Linked DNA regions of Mus musculus: regions 1, 2, 3 and 4 are each linked to region 5. Evidence: chromatin contacts called from public HiChIP or PLAC-seq and Micro-C data. All regions are on one chromosome and are shown on one strand. The core of a region is the stretch at or near the end of the contact, and the rest is flanking DNA. Distances in the headings are between cores, read along the strand shown. Region 1 has its middle 6.6 kb from the start of Gm26562. Region 2 overlaps Mb21d2 (Mab-21 domain containing 2). Region 3 has its middle 14 kb from the start of Mb21d2. Region 4 holds the start of Lrrc15 (leucine rich repeat containing 15). Region 5 has its middle 79 kb from the start of Opa1.

Region 1 (2,700 bases), core at 131-2,630, 560 kb before region 5:
GTGGACATCAGAGGACAATCTTCTGGTGTCAGTTCTTACCTTCCACCTTTCCTAGGTTGTAGGGAGCAAACACAGGGCACCAGGCCTTTGCCTAGTGAGTCATCTTGCCTGCCCTCTTTCTGCATGTTGATAAAAAGCTCATGGTTAAAACTCCAAGGCAGAGACCTGCTCACACCATTTCTTCTTCTCTTCCTGCCCTTCAGACTATATTTATTTATGTTCCAGCCACTCTGTCACAGGAGTGTAAGCTGTCAGCTTAGGTGGCAGTTGTAGCCTGATTCCTTAGGTATTGAGCAGGACGCATTCTGTCTTCACACCTCATGGGAGCAGTGCGATAGTCCACTGGTCCATGGAGAGAAAGAGCGTGCTTTGTGGTCTGGAAGGTCTTGTTCTCCAAGGCCCTGCATTGTGTTACTTTCTATGAGGAAACGGAGGAAAAGAAAACATTTTCATGTTTATTTATTTCAGTGAAAGCCAATTTGGGTTTCCCTTCTTTCTTTCCTTCCTTCCTTCCTTCCTTCCTTCCTTCCTTCCTTCCTTCCTTCCTTCCTTCCTTCCTTTCTTCCTTTCTTCCTTTTTTTTCTTTATTTTATGCATATGTTGCTGTGTCCAGACATACCAGAAGAGGGCATCAGATCTCATTACAGAGGGCTGTGAGCCACCATGTGATTGCTGGGAATTGAGCTCAGGGCCTCTGGAACAGCAGACAGTGCTCTTAACCGCTGAGCCATCTCACCAGGCCCTGGTTTTCCTTTCCAATCTGTGTGACAATGACAGTATTACAGTAATTTAAATGTAAATTCTAGTCAGAGAAATGGAAGCATTATTAGGTGCAAGTGTGTGTGTGTGTGTGTGTGTGTGTGTATGTGTGCACATGCGCGCATATCTGTGCCTATTCTACAAGTTATCTCATGCAGTTATGGAAATACAAATCTCACCCAAGGGACTCTAGCCAGCTCCAGCATAGCAAACATGGTTCTGGCAGGTCTTGACTTTCTCCCCATCCCCTCTGTCTCACTAAAACCCGTTAGATCACATTCTTAAGGTTAAGAATAACTAGCCCCGAGATCCATTCCCTTATTTGGCTACTCCCCACTCCGGAGTGTGACTACCGGAGGTCCAGCTATCAAAGCAATAAAGTTCAACAATCAAAAAGACATCTTTGGCTCACCTGATTAACATGCCCAATTAAAATTAAACACCTCATCCTGACACAGGGTTTCCCATTTTACTTTTATAAACTGCCATTTTCCTATGCACTACATCTGTCTCCTCTCTATCCAGAGGCAGTTCTTTGTCCCTCTGGGATAAGTACTCCCTCCCCCTCTTCCTTGTTTCCTTCCCCTCTCCCACCTCCTCTCTCTCCTGCCTTTGTCTTTTATCCCCTGCCCTCTGTCCTTCTGGGGCAAATCAATCTCCTTTGTGCTGAGAATTGGGTCCTGGAGGTCCTGAGCTGATGCTTTTCCCTTCGCTCTCAGTCTTCCTGGAGGGAGCAGGAGAAGCAGAGCTGGCGTTCAGTTCAGATACAGAGAATGGGGGTGGAGCCGACATCTGGTTAGTGATAGTGTAAATCCTGATCCATACCCAAGGCCCGGAACCGGGAGAGCCAGTGTCTAGGATGTCTCGCTCTAGAGTGGAGTTTGTCCTCTTCCTTATGTGGTTTTATGTGGGTCCCCAATGGACTGGAGGGTGCTTACCACACAGGGAGGGGTGGTTTTATTCAGCCTACTGGTGTTATACTCACACAGACATAGATAGATATCTTACCAGATATCTGGCCAGTCCTTAGTCCAGTTGAGATGACACACAGAATTATGACTCCTTTTTGAAATATTTTAGGGATGTCCACTAAGGGTGCCTTTACTGCCTCCCAAGACTGATGGAAATCCTGACAGAGATGATTTCCTCAATAAGCAGTGGCGTGGTGCTAATTTTACAGATTCGAGCAGAAAGGCCCCTGGCTCAAATTATTATGACCAAATTAATTAAATCAAGCAATTAATTGAAGCAAGCTTTTTAAAAATTCATGTACACAACTGTCTCCCCCTAAAGGTGGGGATCAGGAGATCACCACTGGACACAAGGAAGACAAGGTCTTTATAGCTCAGAGGTAGGGGGTTTCCAAATGAGGGATTTGGTAGGCAAAATAGGGTTACAGGACTAGAGCTTAAGCACAAGTTAGTCACAATGATCTCCCGAAACAAAGACAGGATTGCAAGGAGGTTGCAACAACAGGCATTAATTCAAGGTAGCAATGACAAACGTTTGAAACAAAAGTAGGGAAACAAGATGGTTTCAGTAACTTTTTGAAACAAAGACTTGGTTGCAGTTTCCTGTAACAGGCAGTACAGAACCACCTGCATGTTAAGGTTTCAGATGGGGTATAGTCCAATCCTTGAGAAGCAGAGGTTTAACCATAAACAGTCAAGAACCTAGTTTGTCTTTACCGGAGGAAGGGTTTTAAGCCTGAAATGGAGGCAGGCTAGTGTAGCAGTTATGGCATGAGTTCTTTGCTACCTGCTTTGGTATTCTGGATTCATGAATGAAACACACACACACACACACACACACACACACACACACACGCCTTAATCAGCACAATGGCTGGGCCACTCCAGAACATCTATGTTGCTAACGCCTGTCCTCTGATACTCCTGAATTGTTACTAAAATCTATATTCCATCTTTGCTGCCATAGACC
Region 2 (2,700 bases), core at 52-2,551, 780 kb after region 5:
CTCTGGTGTTTCTCTCGGCAGACAGCCGCCCCCCTCAAACCCCCCTTCCCCCAGTTCATTCACATTCCTAGCAGAGACCACATGAGTACGTCTGCCCCATAGAACCCATGCAGTAGGAGCCATCAATGTCCCTGACTTGGGAAGAGAAGATGGGGGAGGTTTGTTCCTTCCCTGGACTAGTTTGACCTTGTTCTGCTTTGATCCTTCCCACTGTTGGCAGACTGTGCCCCTGACCCCAACTGCAGTGAATCAATCCTGGCTTGGCGCTACCCCAAACGCCTGGGGCTGGATAAAACTTTGCCCACACTGGCTATACGTTCCTCTGAGCTGCTCCGCTGTTCAAGTCTGTTGATATTTCCTCGAAAACTCTGGCTCCACAGCTGTCACTGGGTACTTGATTTATTTGACATTCAGTTTGTCTTGCTTTGTGTTGGACACTTGAGGGCGAATTGGGAGGAGATTTTAATATTGCCCTCTTGGAGCTCGTAGGAGAATACTACCTTTAAAGGCGTCTCTTTATTTTAAAGCGCCAGACAATAGCTTTAGTATAGCCACAGAATGGTCCGTTGCTGTTATCCATCCCTGCGATTAGCATCCTCTTCTCTCCTCCCCCCAGGCAAGCCTTGGCAACAACAACTGGCAGTTTCTAGTCGACTTTTAAAGACAGAATCCCTCTCTTCTGAACATCTTGCCTACTAGACTTATGATTCATGCCATACGCAGCCTCCTGTGTGTCTGCCTCCTTTTACTTGGCATGGTGTTTCTGGTGTATCTGGTAACTGACCACATTTTTCTTTGCAGGAGCGGTATTTTTGAGTGTGTGTGCATGTGTGTGTGTGTGTGTGTGTGTGTGTGTGTGTTTCATAGGTCCTTGAGATTTCCCAGAGGTTCATTGATCTTCATAATTACCCTACTCTGTGGGTGTGACCGTTATCACCCATTTGGGATAAGGGAAAAAGTGTGAACGGGTTACATAGCTGACAGTGGGTTGATAAGCTTGGTCCAACTGCGGACTATGCGCTTGAACGTCACACCATGAGCTCAGAAGCTAGAGTATACAAGGTATTTTAATGTGACTTACAGTGGCAAAGTCATGGTGGTCCAGAGGAAAACACTGTGGGGTTCCTTAGCTCAGACCTGTGATTTAGACACTCTGGGACATACTCGGTAGTACTGGACTGATTCTTACCACCTTGGGTTACTGTATAGAGCAGCAGATTTAGGGCTAGAGGAGTAACGCAGAGCTGGGTGGGGCTCCCCCTGCTCTGTCAGGAGGCCGCACGCAGAGCTGAATCAGCTCTGGGAGGGGCTGTGCTGGAGGCCAAAGGTTTCCAGACATTAAGTGTACCTGGGTGGGTTGAGGCGAGCAGAGACTTGAGAGCAGGCAGCATTCTTCTCCGGAATATAGATGTGTTCACACCCATCATTAAAACACATCCAGGTCATCACACACAGCCTACATGGTTAGGAACTGAGGCGTGTGGTTGGTGGACACCATGTCTGAGAGCTTTGCACCTCAACGAGAAGAGTCCACGGGAGGGATCCCTTGCAGTCTGTGTTGAAACACCCTGCCCGTGTCTATTTAAGTCTCTGCGGCTCTGCTTAATCACGTGGGGTCGTCTCAGCCCTTTCATATATCGTAATGTCTGCCCTCCAGGAGATGAGATGGTATCTCTACGCCTAGTCTGGTTCAGTGGAGTCCAGGAAGTTATTTTGCGACGTAATAGTTCTGTTGGTGTCAGTTCAGTTATTCATTCAGCAAATATTTAAAGGCCTCTTTCGTGTTAGGAACTTCCATCGCTTTGTGTGTGCATAGACACGTGTGTACACTTGCATGAGGAGGCCAGAGGGCGGCCTTGATTATCATTCCTCATGGAGGCCTGCTTGTTCACCAGGAGACTGTGTTTCTTGATTACCTTGTTTCCCCAGACAGGGTCTCTGTCTGGCCTGATCCTGGGTTAGGCTGGACAGCCATCCTCCTCCAAAGCTGGAATTCCAGGTGTGAGTCACCACGCCTGGCTTTCCTGTGGAGTCTAGGGATTGGACCCGGCTCCCCATGTAGGCGGTGCAAGCTCTTTCCCCCTTGACTGAGCTATCTCCAGCCCTGTGCCTGGAATTATTCTAAGCTCCTTCGAACAAAATAGAGATGGACCTTCTGGTGTCTTAGATCTTAGTCATTTTAGGATAGGGAAATAAGCAATAAGAATAGCACAGAAATTATGGCTTTAAAATGTAATACAATAAATATTATGGATAAAAGGAAAAACTGTAAAGGGAATATAGTCTGGTTAAAATTTTAAAACAGTTTTTATTCTTTGACAATTCCACACATGTATAAAGTGGATGATCATCTCTGCCCTGTCTATCCACCATTACCCCCTCCCAACGCTCCTTACTCTGTGACCATCCCAAGTTCATATCTTCTGTGATTTTTCTTTTTTCTCTATTTCTCTCTCTCTTCCCTCCCTCCTTCCTTCATCCTCCCCTCCCTTTTTTCCTATCCTCCCCCCTCTCTCTGTCCCACACCTCTTTCTTTCTTTTTTTCTTTAGTTTTTTTTTTTTTTTTTTTTTTTAAGACAGGGATTCTCTGCATAGCCCTGGCTGTTTCTGAACTTGCTCTGTAGATCAGACTGGCTTCAGACTCAGAGATCCACCTCCCTCTCCCTCCCAAGTGCTGGGATTAAAGGCGTGAACCACTAC
Region 3 (2,700 bases), core at 142-2,641, 710 kb after region 5:
CAGCACTTGCAATGTGATGCTAAGTTTCAAGAACCAGCATGGTGAAGCTCAGCCTAGGCATTTGGTCAAACATCAGCCTAGGTATTTGGTCAAACATTAATCTAAGTGTTTGTTGGATGAATATTTTGTAAACATAGTTAACATCTACAATGATTTGAGTTCAAGGCAGTCGCCCTACATGAATGCTCTCCCAAACATTTCTGCTATGATCCTCTTTTATGCAAGGCATTTCCACATGAGCTCAGGTATACAAAATAGGTACATAAGTCAAACCTGTATTGATAATAAATCACCAAGAAATTTGTTCTAAGGCAAATCTTGAGTATCCATGTAATTTTACCGTTTATGAAACATGAAAACAAATTTGCATACTAATGAGACGGTTGTGCTTGTTGATTTCTACATAAAGAAGTAAATCTCGGCTGAATATTTGATCCTGCAGGTTGTTTTTCAGAGTTAATTGATATTTTGATTTTATAATCATCAATGCTGAGAACATTGCTTCTCATAAAAAAAACAAAATAAAAAACATGGCAGAAATGTGTTAGGGACATTTCGGAAATTGTGGGAGATTCTGCCTTAATCCCAAGGCAAAATTCATTTCACGAGTTTTCATGAAACCCAAAGTTAGCGGATCAAACAGCAATTTTTAAAATTAAACACTCAAGTCAGTCCAATCCCATCCAAAGATATATGAATTTGACATTTACATGCTGAGGCATGATGGTGGAAAAATATTAAAAAGTCTTTATTTTCTGTAACAAAACCATTGTGTTTCTGTAAGAGCAGAAAACTGAGTATGCAGTTAAAACAGCAGAGCTTTTACCATGCGATGGTTGCCTATCTGAGTCCTGGCACTTAGAGCAAGCTCTGTCTGTGTTCCCATCCCTTGCTCAAAGCCTCTTCTCCGTCCAATACTCTCTTGCAGCCCCCTTTCCAGGTCCACAGAGTATAGTCCACTCATACCCATTACATCCAAATAAACACTGTGGGATCTGCATAGGAAAGAGAAGATGTGGTTTTTTGTCTTTCCAACAGAGTCTGGGTTATTGCCTGGACTATAATAGTTTCCTGACCCATCCATTTTCCTGCAAGTTTCATGATTTGGTTTTTCAATAAAGCCAAATAAAATTCGATTGCAACTATCACATATTCATTACAAATTACATCCTGGCAATGGTTTTAAATCTGAGTCAGGGTGTTTCAAGCAGTTTGTCCGTGTTGCTAGGTGTGAAAGCCTGCTCATTGCAAAGCACTTTTGTGTGCTTGAAAAGGTTAGCTCAGGAACTTTGGGAAAGTCATGGAACACTTGCCCCTCCCCCCCTAAGGGAGAGGCTAATTAGCATTCCTCAGACCACAGTGGGGGGCGGGGACCAACCTGCAGGTGAGGACACATTCCACAGGACTGACCATTGCCCACCTTCAGACAAGGGAAGTTCTTGCCACCTAAAGACCAATCAGTTTAAAAAGTCACACTGTTCTGCCAATCACATTGTGCCTAATGGCTGCTGCCCTGAAAACTGTATAAATAGCTCACTAAATGAGCAGCATGGGGTTGCTGTCTCTCCTTCGGGTCTGGGATGACCCCAGTGCACTGGAACAATAAATTCCTCTTGCTTCTTGTATCGATCCCTACGTGGTTCACTCAAGGGGTCCCCAGTAAGCTAAGGCTCGCCAGAGTCTTACATGCTCAGAACCAAGGGAGAAGTGAAGTTACATGAAGTAACCTGGGAGAATGCTGTTACAAATACTGGGAATTTAGTAGGAGTTTGATTTTAACTTACTTTTGGTTGCTCTGTGCTCAGAAACACTTTATTGTCAAAATTTTCATGATATCCCGTTTAGTTACTCAGTCCATATAGGAGTGCAGCTTTCAGTGTGGGGAGCAGGACCTATACAGTGTAGATGGATCATATTCAGCCAGCTGAGAGGTTCTGAAGACAACACCCGAGATTTGCAGCAGGGAATCACACAGCATGCAGTGTGATGTGTTCCCAGCCTGCTTCTGCCCCACCAGTTCCAGACTTGCCTGGTATAGCAGGTTGGACTTGTCAGTCCTCACAGCCGATGAGCCAATTTTTTAAAAAAACGAAATCTCTTCATGTAGGTGTGTTATCGATCTGGCTTTCTAGAAGAAGCTGTTACAGACAGAGATTAAATTTAGTAAATAACGCCAGTTTGTGATTAAATGATTGACCTGGCATGTAGGATCCAGTAGGACAAGAATCTTTTGTGTCCTCAGTGTCAAGCAAGGAAACTGCATACGATACAGTCTCAATAAGCGTTTGTTGTGGTAAAGAGGTGTTAAAAAAAAAAAAAGAATGCCATTGAAAATGCCATATTCTTTCATCCTAGCACACAAGAGGATCCAGAGGTGAGTTCCAAGCCAGCCTAGTCTACAGAGCAAGTTCCAGGCTGGTTTTGGCTGCATGGTTTTCGCTATTTGTTTTGAATATCCATCCTGCCTCTCTCTTTGGCTTAAAGGCCTGTTTATCAAGGATTAGGTAGGCTACACCTCACCTATGACTTTAATGACAAATGGTTCTGTAACATTGGTACATGTACCATTTTTGCCTGCTCCAGGAATGACAACCATGTGTTTGTTTCAAAAAGTTAATAACCATCTTGCAAACCTACCTTTGTTTCAAAAGGTTGTTCTAGCTACCTTATTATGATGACCCATTGCTACATCTGTCTTGT
Region 4 (2,700 bases), core at 149-2,648, 630 kb before region 5:
GCCGGCAGTGGTGGCACACGCCTTTAATCCCAGCACTTGGAAGGCAGAGGTAGGTGGATTTCTGAGTTTGAAGCCAGCCTGGTCAGGACAGCCAGGGCTACACAGAGAAACCCTGTCTCAAAAAAACAAAAACAAAAACAAAAACAAAAAACAAACAAACAAAAGATGCGGAGGCTCCAAAGGTTGACAGCAAGAAGGAAGATGCTCTTCTGTGGAATCGTAGTGGGATAGGATGCTAAGGTGGGGGAGCTGGGACTGGGGTGTGGCGGCAGCGCTCTCCTCGGTTAATAGCCAGAGCACTTTTGTTTCTGGCTGTGATTCATGGTGACACCGGCAAGGCATGATTCAGGCAGCAGGGCTTGACCACGGTAAGCCACCAAGTGACTGTCTCAGTAATAACACTGCACTTTTATGTCTCTCCTTTCATCGCAGATCTCAAAGCGCCCTGCAAACATTAATTAAGGCTCTCGCATTCCAGGAGCTGCCCGGTGGGTGCAGGCATTGTTCTGGCCACTAGGCGGAGAAGGTAAACGGAGCCAAGGCAGCTACAACCTTTAAATGCTTTGTTAAGCAGAGGTCTGACGGCCCCCTCCCCAGCCGTGACTCCTCTACCCTCTTCCTCCGGCTCTCTCTGGGACACTTTGAATAGAACCAGCATGGTCTCCTGGTTTCCTACTGGGGTAGGGACCGTGGGAAGGTAGGGAATCAGGGCATGCTGTGGTACAGAGGTGAAAGGCAGACAAGCCCTCGTTCTCAGTCACCACCTTCACAGCCCAGGAACATATCCTGCACGCACCCAGGAGCAGCAGCATAGGTACAGAAGATAACCTCGGAGGGACATGAAATGCTACTTTTAAAAGAGATATGGTGGAGGGAACTATATTTTTCCTAAGAACTTAAATGCCTTTTCCAAAATATTAGCAGTGGCTGAATTGGATGACACATTCGAGTGTGCCTTATAATGTTCTTGCATATTTTCTCTAAAATTGGAGTTATTTCTATATACAAATTTTAGAATTCGGGGCTGGGGGAGAAAAGGAAGGGGGATGGAGAAGGAAGCAGAGAGTGGACTAAAAGGTCACAGAAAGCCCGACTTCAATCACAACCTGAACTGGTGCCTAAGGCAAGAGCTGGGTCCCAGTTACTCAGTCCTACTGCGGTGGCAGAAAACCCCTTTCCAGTGTCACACTGGACACAGCGAGTCCGAAGGAGATGGGGAAGGAGAGGCAAAGAAGAAACTTATTTTCAAGTGCAGTCGATGAACGCCCCTTCAACTTGAACACAATTCCCTGATGATGCTCCCAGAGGTTGCCCCGCCCCGCAGGCCGACACTGCCCCGTGCGGTGACTCACGAGGGGCTGTTTAAATGACAGGGAGGACCCAGAAGGCCCTCACTCATGCTGCAGTCTTGAGCCGGTCCGGTCCTCCGCCTCCTCTCCTCGCCGCCTCCTTCTTATTGACCCGGCAGCCTCGTGGAGCTGCTGGTAAGTGGGTGCCCGCCCACCCCCCATCCCGGCCGCGCCCCACATCCCGGTTGACGATAGGATCCCGAGACTCTACAAGGAGCAGGGCTGGCGCGTGCCTGGGATGCTCTGAGGACCTGGACTGGTCCAGCCCGCGCAGGAGCTGGGTGAGCCGGTCCTAGTGTCTAGCTGTGAATCTTGATGCCCTGTTTCGCTTTCCTTGACTTTATGGTCTGTGAAGTGAGCCTGGAGTGCAGCGGGGAGAGCTTTTGACCTGCAGGAAATTGGTTGAAAGTTAACTGAAGCACCCGGTTTACCTACTCCGGGAGACCAGATCCACAAGGGCAGGAGTTTCTCTAAGGTTCTGGCTGTTGGAACCTGTATCATTTCCATTGAGCCTACAGAGGTAGCCACTTAAAGGGGACTCTGCATATAGATCTGTCCAGGATGGTGAACTCACAAGGTTTCTGCCTGGGAGAAATCGGCCCTCTACTTGTGGTAGATTTACAGTGTTACATTTATACTGCTGGACTCAGGCGGATATGCAGTCTCTAGTCAGGAGTGCCAATTTGGAACCCAGTTGAAGTTTTAAGTGTCCAGGTTCTAACTCTGTGTGTAGCTTAGATGATCCCATTCTGATCATCTAGATGTGTCACAGGGTCCAGGGCTGATGCCTTTGGGAGGGAGATGCTGGAGGTAGGTTTGTGATAAGAATCAGGTGTCTCGCTGGTCGTGGTGGCGCACGCCTTTAATCCCAGCATTTAGGAGGCAGAGGCAGGCAGATTTCTGAGTTCAAGGCCAGCCTGGTCTACAAAGTGAGTTCCAGGACAGCCAGGGCTATACAGAGAAACCCTGTCTCGAAAAACCAAGAAAAAAAATCAGGTGTCGGTATGTATGTATGTATGTATGTATGTATGTATGTATGTATGTATGTTTATTTGTATGTATTTTGGTGCTGAGGATCAAACTCAGGATCTCAAGCATGCTAAACAAGCAGTCTACTACTTAGCTATAACCACAGCTGACTAGGTGAGTTTGTTTTGTTTGGTTTTAAGACAGGGTCCCACTATGTAGACCAGGCTGGCCCCAAACTCACAGAGATCCTCTTACCCTACTTCCCAAGTGCTAGGATTAAAGGCATATACTACCACGCACAAACTGGGTGGGTTTTAATCTCACCCCTTATCTGTGTCTCTGCCCAAAATGAAGAGGAGTGAGCTGTGGAAAAGGAGAGCCT
Region 5 (2,700 bases), core at 70-2,569:
GCCCCAGGACAGAACAGACTAGGAAGCTCTGAGGGCGTGCCTAGCCATTTCTATAGTTGCTCTTTCAGACTTTTGCAGCCACACTCACATGGGCTCCCTCAGAGACCTTGGCAGCTAGCTAGCTGTGCACGTTGTACAACCCCAGTCAGTAGCCTGCTGGTAAGATGCTGATAATGCTTACATGAAGGAGGTGTAAAAGTTAGCAGGGCGGTATGTTTGATATCTGGAACGCAGCAGTTATTTAATGAATAATCTTCCTCCAGACCTAATAAAGCTGCATCTCCAACCAAGATGGCTAGAAGTCCTGCTGTCAGAGCTGTAGGGGCACCCACGTGCACAGACAGACAGACAGACAGACTGTGACTCATGGGTGGGCAGCATGCTGTGTGTAGACACTGTGACACACGTGCGTCTTGATCTCAAAACATATCTTCGAGCATTTAAAAATAAGGGGACTTCACATGACTCTTCCAACCCCCAGCTTCCCTTACAAGTTGCCTGCTCGTGGAGGCAATGGCCTGAGCCCTTGGGCCTGAGTCTTGCAGGGACAGAACGGAATTCCCTGGAACCAGGAGCCAGTTCAATCATAGCTCTAGCTGCGCAAACAGCTTCTTTGGGCATCACTGCTGCAAAATATGAGCCAGCAGGGCTCTAAAGCTATAGTGTGTCTTTAAGGCATAAAAAGAAAACCCAAGGGTTTTAAAAAACAAAAAGGAGTTCTTTCATCATACCACACCCTATCCACTTAGTAAGGTACTAGGACACACACACAGAGAGACACACACAGAGTCACTCACAAACATACAGAGACACACACTCAGTTACTCCACATACACAACCACACACACATACACAACCACACACAGACACACACACAGACACACAGACACACAGACACACACACACACACACCCATAGGCACCAGTACAAAAGCCATAGTAACTCAGGGGTAAAGAAATCCCCTATGTAGAAACACAAGGCAAATCTTAAGCCTCCCAGCAGCAGATGCTGAACATGCCGACCTGCAGCATATCCATCTGCTCTAGAAAGTTGCCCATTTCCATATTCTCATCCTGCTTTTTTTTTTTTTTTTTTGGAGGTTGAACATGCCACGCCTCATCTGCACAGGCTTTCTGCTTGGCTGGCCTCAGACAAAGTTACCATTAACTCCCCAACCTGCAAGAAAATGATTTGACACAAAGGATTCCAAAATGTCCTCCTCTCCCCCTACAAGCCCGCAAACAAACAGTACAGGAGTGAGGTCAGCCAGGAACCCCCGCCCACCAGGCACTGAATTCATTTACCTACCTCAGTGCCCATTCAGAGAAAGGGGTGGGACAGGGAACAAGAGCTGCTCGGAGGCCAAGGAGAGTTTGGGGGTCGCACTACATTACAAGATTTGACAGGCCTTTGCCAGCCTTCAGTTTCTTTGTATCTTTTACATAATGGAGCGACACAAACTGAGCAGCCGGGATCCGTGCTGCCGCCCTAGCTCGGAGCACCCTCTTTGCAAATGCTAATAGTATTGCAGCATCCTGTCACCCGCTTACACAACAAAAGGATGTTGATTTTCACATGAACCAGAACAGCCGCATTGTACACAAGTTTGTGACCAACTTGTATGATCTGCGCATCAAAAGCCCAGCCAATCAGAGTACACAGCTGGTGAACCGCACCAAAGGGGGCGCCCATGGGGAGAACGTCCCAGTCCCAAAGCCTCACGCCACATGAATAAAATTACACTCTATGATCTTGATTCAGCTAGGACTATAGTAATTAGTATAATTAGCAAGAATGCAAATGTGTCAAGATGTTTGGAAAGAGGACATAAAAGAGGGAGTGGCTTTGTGTTTATGCTGAGAGCCTCTGAGAATATCTGAAAGACATATGAGTCTTGGCAGGAAAAAATTGCCATTTCCATATTAAGGCTTGAGAAATCTGACATTTCTCAAAGCAAGAGAACTAAGGGGTGTATAAGAGATTTCTGGAAATACATTTAGTTGAAATTGTTCAGGCTTCGGTTAGCACCTTTCCTTTCAAAAACGCTAAGATTCTTAAGTAAGAGAGAGAGAGAGAGAGAGAGAGAGAGAGAGAGAGAGAGAGAGAAAGTCTTAAAAACTGAGATAAAAATAAGTGTATCTTAGGATGTTAACTCAGAAAGATGAAGATCTGTAGAAGAGACATGGAAATTCACACAGTGAAACCACACAGCACAGGCAGCCCAGGGCTGATGGGAACTCCAAACCTGACCTGAGTCCTGCCCACTGCAGCCACACAGCACAGCTCTGCTGAGAACAATTCCCGAAGCACAGCCAGCTTCTCGGTGAATTCTCTGAGCCATCTGTTCAAACGACGAGCTCATCTCGCCATTTCTGTGTATCGTGTACCGAGCTCCCAATACCTCACACGCCATCACTTTCCTTCCTCCGAGAACTTTGTAGAGGAGCTACTCTGGAAAGTGGTTTGTTAATCGGACTGGCTTCCTTAAGTCTTATTTTGTCAACGTCACAAATTGCTGTACATCCATAAAATGGGAACAGTTCTGCTAGCGATAAAGCTACAAAACCCAACACATATTGGACCCGTTGCTCTGGATTTGAGTATTCTCAACCAAGTGTCACAGGCACAAGCCTTTGATCCGATGCCGACCATGAGATGCTTCAGAGGGGTTCTAGACGGATCTCACATTGCTCACGGCTA

Evidence for each region. A called contact is a pair of places that touch in the nucleus more often than the background predicts. HiChIP or PLAC-seq counts read pairs in DNA pulled down with a chosen protein or histone mark.
Region 1: an H3K27ac HiChIP or PLAC-seq map of differentiating embryonic stem cells shows a contact between it and region 5, with 7 times the contacts expected there. The contact joins two enhancer-like sites. A contact is called at or near these places in 5 of 484 Hi-C or Micro-C datasets (bone marrow-derived macrophages, embryonic stem cells, liver and 1 more) and 16 of 115 datasets of contacts at active chromatin or transcription factors (craniofacial prominence, differentiating embryonic stem cells, embryonic basal ganglia and 8 more).
Region 2: a contact with region 5 is called in an H3K27ac HiChIP or PLAC-seq map of embryonic stem cells, with 4 times the contacts expected there. The contact joins two enhancer-like sites. A contact is called at or near these places in 1 of 115 datasets of contacts at active chromatin or transcription factors (embryonic stem cells) and 1 of 9 other capture datasets (embryonic stem cells).
Region 3: a Micro-C map of embryonic stem cells shows a contact between it and region 5, with 5 times the contacts expected there. The contact joins two enhancer-like sites. A contact is called at or near these places in 1 of 484 Hi-C or Micro-C datasets (embryonic stem cells) and 1 of 115 datasets of contacts at active chromatin or transcription factors (bone marrow-derived macrophages).
Region 4: a contact with region 5 is called in a Micro-C map of embryonic stem cells, with 4 times the contacts expected there. The contact joins the promoter of Lrrc15 here to the enhancer-like site in region 5. A contact is called at or near these places in 7 of 39 promoter capture datasets (HPC-7-derived erythroid cells, embryonic stem cells, hippocampal neurons and 2 more), 2 of 484 Hi-C or Micro-C datasets (bone marrow-derived macrophages and embryonic stem cells), 4 of 115 datasets of contacts at active chromatin or transcription factors (embryonic basal ganglia, embryonic stem cells and pancreatic cancer cells) and 1 of 9 other capture datasets (embryonic stem cells).

What each region holds. Positions count from the first base shown.
Region 1 is chr16:30,211,796-30,214,495 of GRCm38.p6, reverse strand. No RefSeq gene overlaps it. Among named protein-coding and RNA genes, the nearest start is that of Gm26562, 6.6 kb to the right of the region's middle. Within about 2 kb of position 1,380, at least 19 of the 459 cell types and tissues checked have an H3K27ac peak or open chromatin away from gene starts, as enhancers often do. A contact at or near this core is called in differentiating embryonic stem cells, where this site is marked.
Region 2 is chr16:28,878,437-28,881,136 of GRCm38.p6, reverse strand. The region is part of intron 1 of Mb21d2 (Mab-21 domain containing 2); the gene reads left to right. Among named protein-coding and RNA genes, the nearest start is that of Mb21d2, 50 kb to the left of the region's middle. Within about 2 kb of position 1,301, at least 56 of the 459 cell types and tissues checked have an H3K27ac peak or open chromatin away from gene starts, as enhancers often do. A contact at or near this core is called in embryonic stem cells, where this site is marked.
Region 3 is chr16:28,942,117-28,944,816 of GRCm38.p6, reverse strand. No RefSeq gene overlaps it. Among named protein-coding and RNA genes, the nearest start is that of Mb21d2, 14 kb to the right of the region's middle. Within about 2 kb of position 1,391, at least 4 of the 459 cell types and tissues checked have an H3K27ac peak or open chromatin away from gene starts, as enhancers often do. A contact at or near this core is called in embryonic stem cells, where this site is marked.
Region 4 is chr16:30,281,952-30,284,651 of GRCm38.p6, reverse strand. It overlaps Lrrc15 (leucine rich repeat containing 15), which reads left to right and starts at 1,398. Exons shown (of 2, transcript NM_028973.2): 1 at 1,398-1,484.
Region 5 is chr16:29,656,695-29,659,394 of GRCm38.p6, reverse strand. It overlaps a transcript of Opa1 not described here. Among named protein-coding and RNA genes, the nearest start is that of Opa1, 79 kb to the right of the region's middle. Within about 2 kb of position 1,319, at least 68 of the 459 cell types and tissues checked have an H3K27ac peak or open chromatin away from gene starts, as enhancers often do. A contact at or near this core is called in differentiating embryonic stem cells, embryonic basal ganglia, embryonic stem cells and 1 more, where this site is marked.